Linked DNA regions of Mus musculus: all the other regions are linked to region 1. The links are chromatin contacts, called in public promoter capture Hi-C maps. All regions are on one chromosome and are shown on one strand. Each heading gives the region's core, a stretch centred on a gene start, on an enhancer-like site or on the middle of the called end of the contact. The rest is flanking DNA. Distances are from core to core; before and after follow the strand shown.

Region 1 (3,500 bases), core at 381-2,880:
TACGCCTTAAAATAGCAGAGGTGATAATAGAAGGCGGAGGAGTCGGCAGGGCATGCTGCCACACCCCTTCCCAGGGGAAGAGGAAACCATGTCTCCGTTCTCCCTGGGTCCCAAACCCAGGGCCATTCTGCCAAAGCTCACTCTGGGCAGACATCACTAGGCTTCCTTACAGAGCTTAGCCAGCCTCCTGAATTGCCTTCCCTGGCCTATATACCCAAGCCCCTCCGCCAGCCACTGGCAGTTAAGGCAGATTTGCATACAACAGGTGGGAGCAGTGGACCCAGATGAAGGTTGTGCTGAGTCAGCAAGCCCGGGCGATGGGCTAACACTTTTCAGGCAGCACAGCCAAACTCCCACAATGCTTGGCTCTCATGATGGTCACAACAGAATACTATTTAGACACATTGAGTGTGAGCGGCTACTATATACACATTAGTTATTCAAGATTGAGATAGCCCAACCTGTAAAGACTCTACCTTCATTCAAGCTTGACCACCAGGATCCACACGACAGAAGCAGACAACCAACTCCACCAGTAGAGACCACAGCATACAAAACACGAAACTACACATACAAAACATAACCGGTGTAATAAGATTTTCAAAGCCAGATGTGGCACGCACCTTTCATCTCAGCGCTTGGGAGGCAGAGGCAAGTGGGTTCAAGGCCAGCCTGGTCTACAGAGTTTCAGACTAGACTGGCCTCAAACTCACAGAGATCCACCTGACTCTGCCTTTATATGCTGGGATTAAAAGTGTGCCGCTAATTTTTTTAAAACTGTATCTTTAGGATGGAGTGCGGTGACATGTCTTTAACCATTCAAGAGACAAGAGGCAGGGAATCCCAGCACTTGGGAGGCAGAAGCAGGTGGATTTCTGAGTTCAAGGCCAGCCTGGTCTACAGAGTGAGTTCCAGGACAGCCAGGGCTACACAGAGAAACCCTGTCTCAAAAAAACCAAATAATAATAATTAATAAAAATAAAATAATAAAGAATAAAATAAAACCAAAGACACATTTTTCCCTTCTTTTCCAACCCCTGGCTATGTGCGGTGCTCAATGGGGTGAGGTATCGTACAATACGCAGAGCCCTGACAGAACTTGCCTTGCATGCATAAGCCCTTGGTTTTATATCCCCAACATTCCATAAACAAGTAGCAATTTTACTGTGTAATCCCAGCACCTGGAAAACGGAAGCATGGAGGATGTGCAACCCAAAATCCCTCTTTACTACATAGCGAGTGTGAGGCCAGCCTGGGCTAAGGGAGACAGTGTCAAAAAACAAGAGCCATCCACCCAAACAAACTTGGCTGGGCCAGGCAGTGGTGGCGCACACCTTTAATCCAAACTTGGTTGAAGGAAAGACCATCTTTCTAGGCTTAAAGAAGCCTACTGACGGTGCAGGTGTCCCATAGAGGCAAACGGCCTAATCTTCCTCCATTTAAAACAATTTACTGAGGTCAGTGCTCTTCAAATTACATACACGTTGGGGTCACAAATCTATCACAAGCCATAACTCCTCTCCAGGCCCTAATGCCTCTACTCTGCACCTGCCGGAGAACTACATTTCCCACAATCCAAATCGGCCGAACCCTGCCCTCGAAAGCGGGTAGAGGCGGGGCCTATCGCCCCCGGCACAACAACAAGCGTCCAGGGGAGTCTGTCCTCTGTTCCGTGGGGGATGGTTTTATAAGAAAGAGATCGCTGTCCCTGGTGAGGGAAACTACCTGTCGTAGTAAGGTATGAAGAAAGGCTCTGCAGTGTAGCGCGGCAGAGGGTCCAGTAGCCGAGACAGGGACGGAGCGGGCCACGCGTGCTGCGCAAAGGCGCAGCTTGAGCTTCGAGCCGCTGAACCCCCATCACGTCTGTGAAGGTGAGTAGGGGGTGCAGCGGACCGACACTCTTCTGAGGCACCCCTCACCACGGTGAGCATAACCACCGGCATCCCAGACAACTCTAAAATCCACTGACCCCTATATTGTGACATCGGGCTACCATGACTTCTAAAACGCACCTTACATTCAAAGGATCAGTAATCCTCCAGTAAGTACTCCGTTGCCTTTCGTCAGTGTTCAGTATCTTTTTCCACAGGACCATGCGTTTTTAAATACAGCAAAAGCTCTCTCACCCTTTATCGCCCTTCCTTGCCCTGGCACCTAGCAAATAGCGAGGTGCAGACCTTAAAGTCGCTTGCATTCTTGATTCTCAGTCCCATCTGGTGTCCCACTGAGTACCGGTCTGTATGTTCCCTGTTTGATATGCAGCAAGTTAGATACTTGGAAATGGTGACGACCATTCTACACTGTATGCAAAACAAAACAACAACACAAATTGTGCTCAGGGAAATGTGTAATTTGCTGAGTATAGCTAAGCCAAGTGTGGGGCTTGGATGCTCTCCTTTAGTCCCAGCACTCAGGAGACAGAGGCAGGCTGACCTCTGTGAGTTCAAGTCCAGCCTGGTCTACATAATGAGTCCCAGGACAGCCAGGGCTATGTAGAGAGACCCTATCTCAAAAACAAACAAGCAAAAAGCAGTTAAGCTTTACTGTGCCCCAAACCTAACCATTTGCAGTACCTGGTAATGTAAGTTCTTTGGTTAACCTTAAGAGTTGCTTAACCTTCTGGACCCGTTTTCTTATAAAATGAGAAAATTAGGTTAGATGAGTTTTAACAACTTTCTAGATCTAAAATTCTGTGCATTGGATCCGGGCGGAGGTATGCATGTCTTTAATCCCAGAACATGGAAGGCAGGGGCAGGTGGATCTCTCTATGTTTGAAGCCAGCCTGGTCTCCAAAGTGAGTCCAGAACAACCAGAGCTACACAGAGAGAAACCCTGTCTTCAAGCAGTAGACTTCAGTTCCTGTCACACTATGTGATAGCCAAACATCACTGTCATTTTCTAGCTGCACCAAGAAAAGTCATAGATACTTATATATTCTTGTTTAGCAACATTGTTACAAAGAACTGACTTTCTTTTTTATATACATATGGTGTTTTGCCTACACTATGGCTGTGCACCATGTGTGTCCAATGCCTGAGTGGGCCAGAAGGAGTCAGACCCCCTGGAACCAGAGTGAGAGACATTTATTAGCTGCCATGTGGGTGCTGGGAACCACACCTCAACCCATTCTCTTGCCCCCAAGAACCAAAGCTTACTAAGGACATGGAACCCATACCCTTACCTGGTTATTGATGAAAAGAAAATGACTGATAGTACAAGTGTATCCAACTGCTCTTTGCTGTTTTGTAGATCACTGTTAAGAATTCCAGATACAATGATAAACACAGTGTGCATGAAGACCACTCGGATCTTGAGACTGCACCTAACAAACGCTTCCTTGATTCCTCCTGGTATAAAAATGCTTTCAGACCCCAGATCCAGGATGATATCAACCCATGAATCCCAGAAGCTGAGAGAATATTACAGGCTGCTGAATCTGGATGAAGGATGCTCTGTAGACGACGTCAGGGAGTCTTTTCACAAGCTCGCCAGGCAGTACC
Region 2 (3,500 bases), core at 657-3,156, 3.0 Mb before region 1:
CACATATGCAAATAAATCTTCTTAACCACTATTCCTCTGAAACCTTGACAAGTGAAATTTGAGCTCCTGTCTCCCACTTACAGTCTATTTAAAAATGTAATTCTTTAAGACAATTAAAAAAAATTTAACAAACAAAAAGTAAGATAATTCCACTACATTAACATCTCAAATCAAAATACCTAATAGTTATTCTTAACGTGCAAAGTACAGTGTCAAAAGAGAAATGTAAGTATTTAAATAAAAAATAACTTCACACCAAACTTTATGACTTATCAATACGCAAAAAGAACTCTACACTGTAACAGTTAAACGCAAAGAACAAAATGCACCAGTGGTTTCAATTCTTCCACTGAAAAACAGACTAGTTTACCTGGGGGGGGGGGGGCATGACAAGTTTCATTACAGGGGCTCATCTAAACTGTACTTCTGCAAACCCTAAATTAACTCTACCAAAACCTGTACCCAAACAGTCTAGGTTACAGCCCTGAGTCATCATACAGTACTTAATAATAAGTTAGGAGCCAATGAACAGAAAGCCAGGCTAACAACTGACATAGGCCTCCTGGAGTACTGGCTGTATGACCTTGGACTAGTCACTGCCCACCTCTAGGCTCAGTCTGCTCATCTGTAAAATGGGCAGCATTTCCAACTGGGAGGTTATTCGAGGTAATATATAAAAGGCCTTGCACTAATCTATGAGTGTGCAAACAGTTACAAGGAATATTTTCTTGGGATTTGGCAGAACTCAAGAAGCAAACGATGCTGCACCTCGACGACAGGAGTCACATAATCTAGGGCTGGGCAAAGACAAGACAAGTCATTGGAGTCACTGACTCACGAATTTTGCCATTTTTAACTATTTCGGGGTAGGGAGGGGCCTCTAGCTTAGTGCTGATATTCAGCAGCTCTGGGGCCTCTGGAGCCTGAGTGGGTCTGAGCCTATAAATAGATGTTGAAGTTTTGAGGCGATACACAGGTCTCCATTCTAATTCCAGTCTCCTCCCGCTGCTATGCAGGTCACCCCGGCCCCTCCGGTGCCCTGGGTGGCCCGCGCTCGCGGCCCGACTTCCGAGCACACCAGGTCCCCAGGCCCGAGCGCGGGCCCACTGGGCCTCGCAGGCAGCAGGCTGCCGACCTTCGCCGGCCCGGCCCGGCCGGGCCTTGCGTCCTCGCCTCCCGGCCGCCAGCCCCATTTTCTGATCCCGTGCATTGTCCTTGCCCAGAACCCCGGCGCTCCGCACGCCGGTGGGGACCGAGAGGAGGGACGAGGGAGGAGCTGGGGGCAGAGGATGAGGAGGAAGAGGAGGAGGAGGAGGAGAACAGCCTCCTCCCCTGCGCCCGGGCAGCCAGTGGAGGTCTGGCGCCGGCCCGGCCCGAGGCAGCGGGTCCCACCCGCCGCAACTTTCCTCGGGGACGAGGCCTTCTTCCCCGGGCCCCGGGCCGCCCGCCCGCCCGCCCGCTCGCTCCTAAGATGGCAGGTCCCTCCCTCCCTCCGCTTGAGGCCTGGCGAGCCCGGCTCGCAGGCCCCGAGAAGCCGCGCGCTGGGCCGCGCCGCGCCGGGCGGGGCGGACACTCACCGGGACGATGGCGGGGCGCTCGCGCCGCTCCCTCCGGTGAGTCTCAGCCTCGAGCTCCCGCGCCGCGCTCCCGCCGCGGCCTCCGCAGCCAGCGCCGCCCCGGCCGCCTCTCTCCGCCCCCGGCGTCCCGGCTCCGCGCCGCAGCCGCGCTGGCTCAGGGTCCGTCGGGCTGGCGGGGCCGGCGGCGCCCGCGGCCGGGGAGGCAGGCGACAGCCCCTCCCCGGCAAATACCGCAGTCCCCGGGCCCCCGAGTGTCGGCGGCGGGGCCCGGCCCGGCCCGGTGCGGAGGGCGGCGGCGGCGGCGAGGCCGGGCGCCGAGTGGCGGCCGCTGCCGGCCGCTTCTTCCCGACGAGGATTTTTGTAAATCTCACAAAATGGCGCGCGCTCCGAAGCTGCGCAGCGAGCAGCGCCGGGGCCCGAGCGGCGGCGGCGGCGGCGGCGGCTCCGCCAGGAGAGCCCGGACCGCCCGCCCCCGATCCCGCACAGACACTCGCGCACACTCACCGCGCGCACACTCGCCCTCGCACACGCTCCCTCACACTCACACCGGTCCCGCCCGCTCGCCGGCGGCGGCGGCGGCGGCAGCGGCAGCGGCACCAACAGCAGCAGCAGGAACAGCAGCACAAGCGGCGGCGGCGGTGGCGCCCGCACCCCCGCTCGGGGAGTCCGCTTTCTCAGCCCGACCTGGGCCGCGATCGGCAGCAGCGACGGCAGCAGTCTCCCCGGATCCCCCCGCCGCGGTTGCCGCCGCCACCCCCGCCTCACTCCAATGGGGCTTTTTATTATTATTCGGGCGGGAAGCGAAAGGGTTTAAAAAAAAACCAACCAACAAAATGGCGACGGACCGACCCGGTCGCTATAGCAACTGTCAATCAAAACGCAAAACCCCGGCTGACGTGCTGACGTCCTCCGCCCGCCCCTCCCGGCCCCAAGCCGGCGGGCGGGGCCTGTTGCTCGGGTAACGGCAGATTCCGTTCCCTCCTTCCCCTCTCTCCTCCGTCCCCCAGCCAACCACCCAACCCCCCTCAGGTCACGTGAAGGATAAATTCGGAGCTCGGGCCCGCTATGAGTGTCAGAGGAGGGCGCGTGATTCGCTCGGGGGAGGGGAGTGGAGGGAAGGGAAGGGAAGGGACGGGGGCGAGGCGGTGGCCTGCCGGTGCGCGAGCGAGCGAGCGAGCGCCTGCCGCCTCGCGGCCGCCTCGCCCCGCCCCCGCGCTCGCTCCCACGCCGACTGCGGCCGGGCCAGCGCGCGCCCCCGTGGCGCAGCGCGCTCCCGCGCCGCGAGCCCGCAGCCCCGCCCGCGCGGCCCGGGAAGGAAGGGAAGCGGAGGGCAAGCCGCCCACCTCGCGGCCCTGGGAGGCCGCCGTCGCGAGCCCCTATCCCGACCGGGCCCGCGCAGGCCTGGACGATCGCTGGCGTCCGGCTCACCTCCGGAATTACGCCCGCGGCTGCAGGCGCGCGGCCGCCACCTTACTCGGACCGTGCCCGCGCGCGGGCCGCGCAGAAACTTTCCAGGCTGGGCACGCTCCCGGGCGCCGGTTCCCCGGCTTCTCCATCGGAATGCCCAGCCAGCGCCAACCCCAGGGCTTTCGGAGGGGGTTGGGGGGGGGGGTTGTTTTTTGTTTTTTTTTTTATTGTTACCTGTCCTAAGTCACCTCGGTTTCCCGATTCTTAAATTTGCCCACTTGGCCTTAACCGTCGAATCTTCACCGGAATTCTGCCTTTCGGTTTTTTTGTTTTGTTTTTTATTCTACTGTCTTCCGCCTGGCTAAATACTGCTGGGTGTCCTCTCGGGCCATTGACACTGAAGTCCCCTGTGCTGGCTACTTTGTAATTAGGAGACAGCTACTGGCTAAAATTGTATTTTGTACCTATTCTAAAATAATGGCGTTAGCTAGTAGCTTAAAAGGATATACATAAAGA
Region 3 (3,500 bases), core at 452-2,951, 2.4 Mb before region 1:
TTAAAAAAGAAAAAGAAAAAAAAAAAGACATAAAGTCCACTGGCTTACTCTGACGACCAGGCTGCCCACCCCAAGGTCACTCAGAACTCAAGGCCATTCTCCTTGTAAGTGGGTTTGCATCATCTCTCCCTTAGCCCAGTCTCCCCAGGTCTAACCTCAAGCAGTTAAGCACATGGGCTGAGAGTCTGTCATTTCAATCACCCACTCACTGTAAGAAAGCCAAGGTGATACGCAAGGCTTTGTGGTCCTTGGCTTGCGGTTGGAGGATGCTCCAGCATCTTTACACTGCTGCAGAGCTGACAGCTCACACGGGATTCCAGGAAGCCGTTCGGCTGTCTTTTTGAGAACTGTGGAGTCCTGAGGTTTGGAGGCTCCAAAGCAGGTCTTGTTGCTCTGGGACCAAATTTAAACTCCAACAGAATGGAATGTCCTATCTCTAGAGACTTCCTTTCTTGGAGATTTAAGGTCCCTTCCTAACAGATGGTCTGTTGAGGGCAGAACCTGGGTCAAAGACAAAGTGGTGAATGTCGGATTAGCAATAAGAAACCTCACAAAACACACTAGGATGCCTTGAAACGCATAGGTAGGGAAGGGGGAGGCGAGCAGAAACTGAGGACCACATTTGACTTTGGGTGTAATTTCTGCACCCCCCGCCCCGACATCACCCCCCCCCTCATGTCCCTCCCCCACGATCCAGCCTGGTTTTTACTTCACTCTCCTGCTGCCTCTGTGACTTCAGTGACTGCTTTCCCCATCTGTTCCTCATCCTGTCTCCTGCCCCCTCTAGCCCCCCCTTGTCCCCTACCCCCCCTACCCCCGCGCAGAAATGGAGCCTTTCTCCCAACCTGTTTCTTTCTGCTGCTGACCCATTGCCACGGCAACTCTGCAGCGCAGCAACATACTTCCTCTTCCAGTTCTTGGCACTTCAGAGTAAAAGACAAAAAAAAAAAAAAAAAAAAGTCTGCTGCAGTGGTGCAAATCTCCCCCTTCTTCAGTGTGTTCACTCAGAAAGCACAGCTCAGCCCCTGTTTCTCGCTCCTAATCTCTGCTTCTCCTTCTGAGATTTATAGCTCAGATATATGTCTGCCCCTTCTTCAAGCTAGCTACAGGCTGGTGTCTTCATCCATCACCCTGCCTGCTATCCATCTCACACCGTGGTCAGTCCTCGAGGGCCTGCTGCACCGGCTCACCCTCTTCCCGTTTGCCTGGTGCGTTCCTTTTTCCTTTCTTCTTCTCCTCCTCACCTTAGTTCTCTTCCTCCTCCTTTTTCGTCTTCTTGCTCGTTTGTTTGTTTTTGAGACGGGGTCTTACTGCGTAGTTCTAACTAGCCTGAAACTCCGAGATCTGCCGGTCTCTCCATCCTGAGTGCTGGGATTTAAGGTTTGTGCCACCAGGGCCAGCCTCCTTGCATTTTTCTAATGGAAATTTTACACCTCCCCAGAGGACAGCAGTGTCAGGCACCTGCCTGGCCACCTAACATGGGTGAGGTGGGGTGGGGAAGAGTCCTTGTCTTTTCAGCAGCATCAGGCACCTGCCTGGCCACCTAGCCTGGGCCTCCTTGTCATCTCAGCAGCATCAGGCACCTGCCTGGCCACCTAGCCTGGGCCTCCTTGTCTTCTCAGCTGTTTGCCGTTGCACATAGTTCCCAGAGGGTGTTGGGAGGAACAACAGTCCCAAAGAATGGTCTACCAAATGAAGCACCATTCAGTAAAGAAATTGTTTCCTTAAACACACGGTCCCTAAAGACAAACAAGCATAGAGCTCGTTATTGGGGTCACATGGGCAAACATGCCTTGGGGACAGTTCATTCTGTGTGTCAACTTGGTTGGGCATGATCCAGATATGAGTCCAAAAGTTATCCTGGATGTTTCTGTGAGAATGTTTGTTTCTGTCTCAGGGCAGGCAGAAACCTGGAGGCAGGGGTTAATGCAGAGGCCGTGGAAGGGTGCTGCTTACTGGCTTGCTCGCCATGGTTTGCTCAGCCTGCTTTCTTATAGAACCAGGACCATCAGCCCAGAGATGGCCCCGCCCACAATGGGCTGGGCCCTCCCCCATCAATCACTAATCAAGATATCCCCTGTAGCTGAATCTTACCGAGGCACTTTCTTAATCAAGGCTCCCTCCTTTCAGGTGACTCTAGCTTGTGTTGAGTTGACATAAAAACTAGCCAGCACAGTTAAATCGATACAGTAGACAGCAGAGGGCATTATGCCCATGATGTAGGTGGCCTCATTTCGTTAGCTGGAGACCTAAATAGACAGGAAAAAAAAAAAAAACCCACTGCCAAGGGGGTACTCTGTTTAGGGAATGGTCTTGAAGTCGAACCACACTATTGACTCTCTGAGGGACTTTAATTAGTATATGTGCATGTATGAGTTAGTCTGTGCTCCTCAGCTAGCCTGTGCACCTGTGCGCTGTCTGTGGAGATCAATATCAAGTGTCCCCCTCAGTTGCTAGCCACCTTACTTTTTGAGAGAGGGTCTCTCACTGAGCCAGCTTGGCTGCCGGTTGGTCGAGCTCCGGAATTTGTCTCCCTGCACCCACCCACCCGGGGGTGACAGGCATGCATAGCCATGCTCAGCTTTTTCTTTATGCTTGCACGACAGTTTACCCACGAAGCACTCTCCAGGTCCTTGTCTGTCAGTATTTCTAAGCTCACTTTAAAGATCAAAACAGGCACAAGACACATATGCAAGGTCATTCATAATGGGGAACAGAGCTGGGACCCAGCTGGCCCGTGTGCCTGCAGGCTGCTTAGCTTCACAATCTGCCTGCCTTTCCCTGGTGCCAGGGTGGAGTCTCTTATACCAAAGTGTCTTGTGCATGTGGTATTGATAAGCTTGGGTAGTAGGTAGACCGAGTGGCTGAAGAAACGGGAAGCAGTGTGCATGCCCAGCCTTAAGCAAGTGTGGACTAATGTGAGTCTTGTCTTCTGCTGGACAAGACCTATCTAGACCCCAGGCTTCAGTGGAGATGAACACACCATGGAGGTGACCTGGGCAGTGACCAGGTGATGGGGGACAATTCCCCTGGCAATAAAGTCATTTACAAGTTAATCTTTACTTTCAGTCTCTCTGTCTTTCCCTCTCAGCCTTGCTGTGTCTTCCCCACTCACCTAAGGAGACACTTCTTGTGTGTGCGTTTCTTCTTGCCACCTGGACAGAGCTGCCTCTCTGGCCACTTCTGATCTCATCCTTCTCTAATACAATCATCGATCCATCGATCGATGCCACCCCTTCCACCAACTGTATTTCTTCCCGGAACCGCCTCACTGCCTTGACTTTCCTCTGGCTATTTTCCCATTTCTTAGTACTGTTCTCAATCTGAGCTTTCTTCTGAATTTGGACACCAAGTGTCACCAGCGGTGACGGGCAACAATGAGGCCTAAGAAAACAGGTCATTTGAGCTGCAGAGACGTCAGGGAAAGGCTCTCAGGACTCGATTGGCCTTTTGTTAGGAGAACAGAGACTTTATGAGCCGGCTGAGCGAGACACTGGCCC
Region 4 (3,500 bases), core at 572-3,071, 2.1 Mb before region 1:
AAGCACACAAAAAAAAAAAAAAAAAAAAAAAAGAAAGAAAGAAAGAAAGAAAAGAAAAGAAAAGAAAAGAAAAAAGAATTACATTTTCCTCTGAAACTCGTGTGGCCAAGTTGGATCTCATCACATAACAGCTAAAGGGAAAGTGTACTAACTTTAGGACAGTCTTGCTGAGTGTGGTGATACACACATCTGTAAAGTACACACACACACACCTTTAAACTAGAACTTGATCATTCTAAAGGTCTTAAGAGCATAAGGAAAGAACTTTCTGGTCCACACCTCAAGTTTCTCATCAGCCACGCTCATGTCGCGTCTCAAGAACACTCAGTTTTGATCTTCCTGTCTCAAGCTTGAATAGGGTTCCTGGAGGTTGGGAAAAGATGCTCTGGTGAGGCTGGTGTAAGACCTCAGCTTGTGTGGTGGGGCAGCTGCTGCTCAGATTTGCATACACATGGCCCACATTTAAGTATGAACCTCCAGGGCCATAATTCACCAAACCTTCCATCCGACAACGCTGAGAGTGGCTGAGGTGGTGAGCTCGCCCCTCCCCTTCCCCAAAGCCCACATGCCAGAGTTTGGAAGTGCGGGTACAAGGGTGTCTTGGCTCTCACGCAAGGCGCCTATGGGTGTCCAGGGCCAACTGGAGAGTTTTCGGCTGCACAATAGTCTCCCTCCCTCGTTAGTCTCCGGCTCTCTCAGCATTTTCAGTGAAGCTGGAATGTTTGTTTCAGTTCCAGCACATGGCAACTGGATAATTTTGCTAATTGGACATTTGTTAGAGTAAGCGATCTTGTTTTGTTTTTTTGGGTTTTTTTTCCCCTAAAGGAAGATGATTTCCAAACCGCACTTGCAAGTTTAATAACAAACCTAGTTCCCCGAGGAGGAGGGAAGCAGAGCTCGCTTCCTTTTTGCCAGAGCCTCTCAAAACGCTCCATTAAAGCGGGTAGGAAACCCACTATCGTGCCAGGGCGCTAATTGTGTCCGGGCGACCCATTTCCTGTCCTCAGCAGATATCTACTGGCATCTATGAATTCGCCCTTGTTTCACGCGAAGCGAAAGCTCCAACCCTATTTTTTTGGAAGACCCTTCTCTGAGAAAAGCCTTCGTGCGTGGGACAGAAAGCTGATGAGCTTGACAAGGCGTGGTCCCCTCCCAAGAGACCGGTTTTCTTCCAAACAGGCGCAGCTGAAAGTTCCAAGGAGGGCCTCCGGCGGAGCACAGGCCCGCACAGGCCGCCGGCCGGGTCGGGCATGGAGTGGGGTGCCTGGGCGGGCCCGCACCCGAGTCACCGCACGGGGGAACTCGCCACGCAGAGCGCGAGCCGGGTGCACCCAGGCGGGATGGCGCAGCCTCCGGATCCCAGAGGCTCACTGCCCAGCACCCTCGGAAAACCCCGGGACACCTCCTCCTGGAGCCCCACACCTACTTCTAAAGGCGATGCCCGCGTTGTTGACCAGCACGTTAAGTCCCCCGTACTCCTTGCGCAGAAAGTCGCGCAGCGCACGGATGCTCTGCGGGTCGTCGATGTCCAGCTGGTGGAAGCGTGGGCTCAGGCCCTCCGCCTGCAGCTGCTGCACCGCCGCGCGGCCCCGCGCCTCGTCCCGCGCCGTGAGCACCACGTCCCCGGAGAATTTCCGACACAGGTCACGCGTGATCGCAAAGCCGATGCCTTTGTTAGCCCCAGTTACCAGGGCCACGCGGCTGCAGGACGACATGTCAGAGGGACACACGGACCACCTGATGGCCGGGCCGGCTGGGCAGCGGGTCACGCGTGGTCAAAACCGTGGCGTAGGACTAGATTCTGGGACCCGGCGCTGCGACTGCTAGAGAGCAAGGCCTTGAGAAGCCTGTCCCTCCCCTCTGAGGAGGAGCCGTCTGTTCCCGAAGGGTCCGCCTCCTCCCGCTCGCCTGCCCGCCCGCCCGCCGGCCAGTGTAGAGATCCTGGTTCCGAGCTAAGCAGTGGTCAGGGACAAGCGCTGCTCCCAAAGGAAGGGGTCAGCAGGACTCGTGGCAGTCGGATTGAAACAACTATTTTGGGGAAACTTCAAAAGGAGGAAAACAAATGCTCCGTAATTTTCTTGGGCGAGAACCCGTCGTTCTCTGCAGAATGCAAATGTTTGCTTCTGCGGAACTCGCTCTGAGATTACTTAACACACCCCGCGGTTTGCTCAGGGACTTCAGGGAACAGTGCCTGGGAGTAGACTGAACAGGTGTGGGCGAGCCCTCGCGGCTGGAGGTCTCGGTGCGCCCCCACGTGGGAGAGAAGGCTCATGTTTATCGAACTGTTTTGAGTAGTACGGGAGTCCTCAGTGCCGGTCTTTGGTTTATTCCAAGTGTACTGGGTATGCAGATAGATCTGCATTGGTCTCAGTCTATGCGAGTCATCTCCCAAGGAGATGCTGAACCTACGAACAAAATTCCAGGCGTGTCTAAGTGTGGGCACGCAATCAGACCTCCTCCCTTCTTGGGTGGAATCGAGTCTGTGCTGATCCTACTTGGCTAGGGATTGTGAGGTTGAAGGACAATTAAGTCCTCACTCACAGTGATTCAGCGTTTCCCGAGCTGATCCGGCCAAACTGCCTTAGCCTCTTATTACGGACTCCACCTTCTGTTTCAAATGAGGTGAGGAAGGTGAGCTCTGTGGGGGCCTAGCCTGCCTGTGATGTTAACTTGAGAGGATCTAGGAGACAGACCTCTCTCTCAGCCTGTCTCTGAGGGAGTTTCTCAGTTAGGCTGACTGGGGTAGGAGGCCCACCCTAAGCTCAGTACCGTTCCAGGGACTGGGATGCTGGACTGAATGAAACGGAGAAAGTGAGCTGGGCCAAGGCTGTGGAGCTGGCTCCGTGGGTGAAGGTTATGAGGACTAGAGTTCAAATCCCCGCTCCACACAACGTGGGGCAGTGTGGCTGCTGTGTGACCCCAGAAGCAGGATTTCCGGAGGCGAGCTGATTAGCCAAGTCTGCAAGGTCTGGTTCAAGTGAGAGACCCTGCCTCAAAGAATCAGGAAGAGATGAATAGCAGAAGACATTTGTCAACCTCTGACCTCTGCATACACGGGAACCCCGCCCCCTTCCTCCCAACCCCCACACACAGTTTGACCATCTGTCTTATGCTCATGTGGTTAGGACCCCACAGTGTTGGACTCTCGAACTGTGAGCCAGGATAAACCCGCTCTTAAATCGCTTTTTCTTTGGTTATGTGATCAAGGCAGCAATGGGAGTAACATTTACAGAGTCCGGGACAACTTTTTCTGCTTTCTCTCCTAAAGACCAGTGGGGAGTTCAGAGTGTAGTTCGGTGATGGAGCACTTGCCTAGCATATCCTTGTGAATGAGAATTCCTGAGAAGAAGTTGTGCCTGGCTGTCTACAAGACTCCTGGAAGGAGTTCTGTGCCTGAAGAGACTGAAGGACAGGCTGCTGTGGGGAGACTGGGATTCTGCAGGTTCAGAGGTTAAGTATCTTGGACTAGGTTTAGCTTCTGGAACAACTTCTCCTTGTCA

The links. Promoter capture Hi-C pulls out the DNA fragments that hold promoters and counts their contacts.
Region 2: a promoter capture Hi-C map of neutrophils shows a contact between it and region 1, with 4 times the contacts expected there. The contact joins the promoter of Dyrk1a here to the promoter of Dnajc28 in region 1. A contact is called at or near these places in 2 of 39 promoter capture datasets (neutrophils and pre-B cells) and 1 of 9 other capture datasets (liver).
Region 3: a contact with region 1 is called in a promoter capture Hi-C map of hippocampal neurons, with 2.6 times the contacts expected there. The contact joins the promoter of 2410003I16Rik here to the promoter of Dnajc28 in region 1. A contact is called at or near these places in 2 of 39 promoter capture datasets (embryonic stem cells and hippocampal neurons).
Region 4: a contact with region 1 is called in a promoter capture Hi-C map of pre-B cells, with 2.2 times the contacts expected there. The contact joins the promoter of Cbr3 here to the promoter of Dnajc28 in region 1. A contact is called at or near these places in 1 of 39 promoter capture datasets (pre-B cells), 1 of 115 datasets of contacts at active chromatin or transcription factors (embryonic stem cells) and 1 of 9 other capture datasets (liver).

What each region holds. Positions count from the first base shown.
Region 1 is chr16:91,617,129-91,620,628 of GRCm38.p6, reverse strand. It overlaps Dnajc28 (DnaJ heat shock protein family (Hsp40) member C28), which reads left to right and starts at 1,630. Exons shown (of 2, transcript NM_138664.2): 1 at 1,630-1,871; 2 at 3,250-3,500. The coding sequence starts at 3,275.
Region 2 is chr16:94,568,612-94,572,111 of GRCm38.p6, reverse strand. It overlaps Dyrk1a (dual-specificity tyrosine-(Y)-phosphorylation regulated kinase 1a), which reads right to left and starts at 1,906. Exons shown (of 12, transcript NM_007890.2): 1 at 1,578-1,906.
Region 3 is chr16:94,008,856-94,012,355 of GRCm38.p6, reverse strand. It overlaps 2410003I16Rik (a long non-coding RNA gene), which reads right to left and starts at 1,701. Exons shown (of 4, transcript XR_003951876.1): 1 at 1,245-1,701; 2 at 846-923; 3 at 1-501.
Region 4 is chr16:93,681,540-93,685,039 of GRCm38.p6, reverse strand. Cbr3 (carbonyl reductase 3) reads right to left here and starts at 1,821. Exons shown (of 3, transcript NM_173047.3): 1 at 1,427-1,821. The coding sequence starts at 1,715.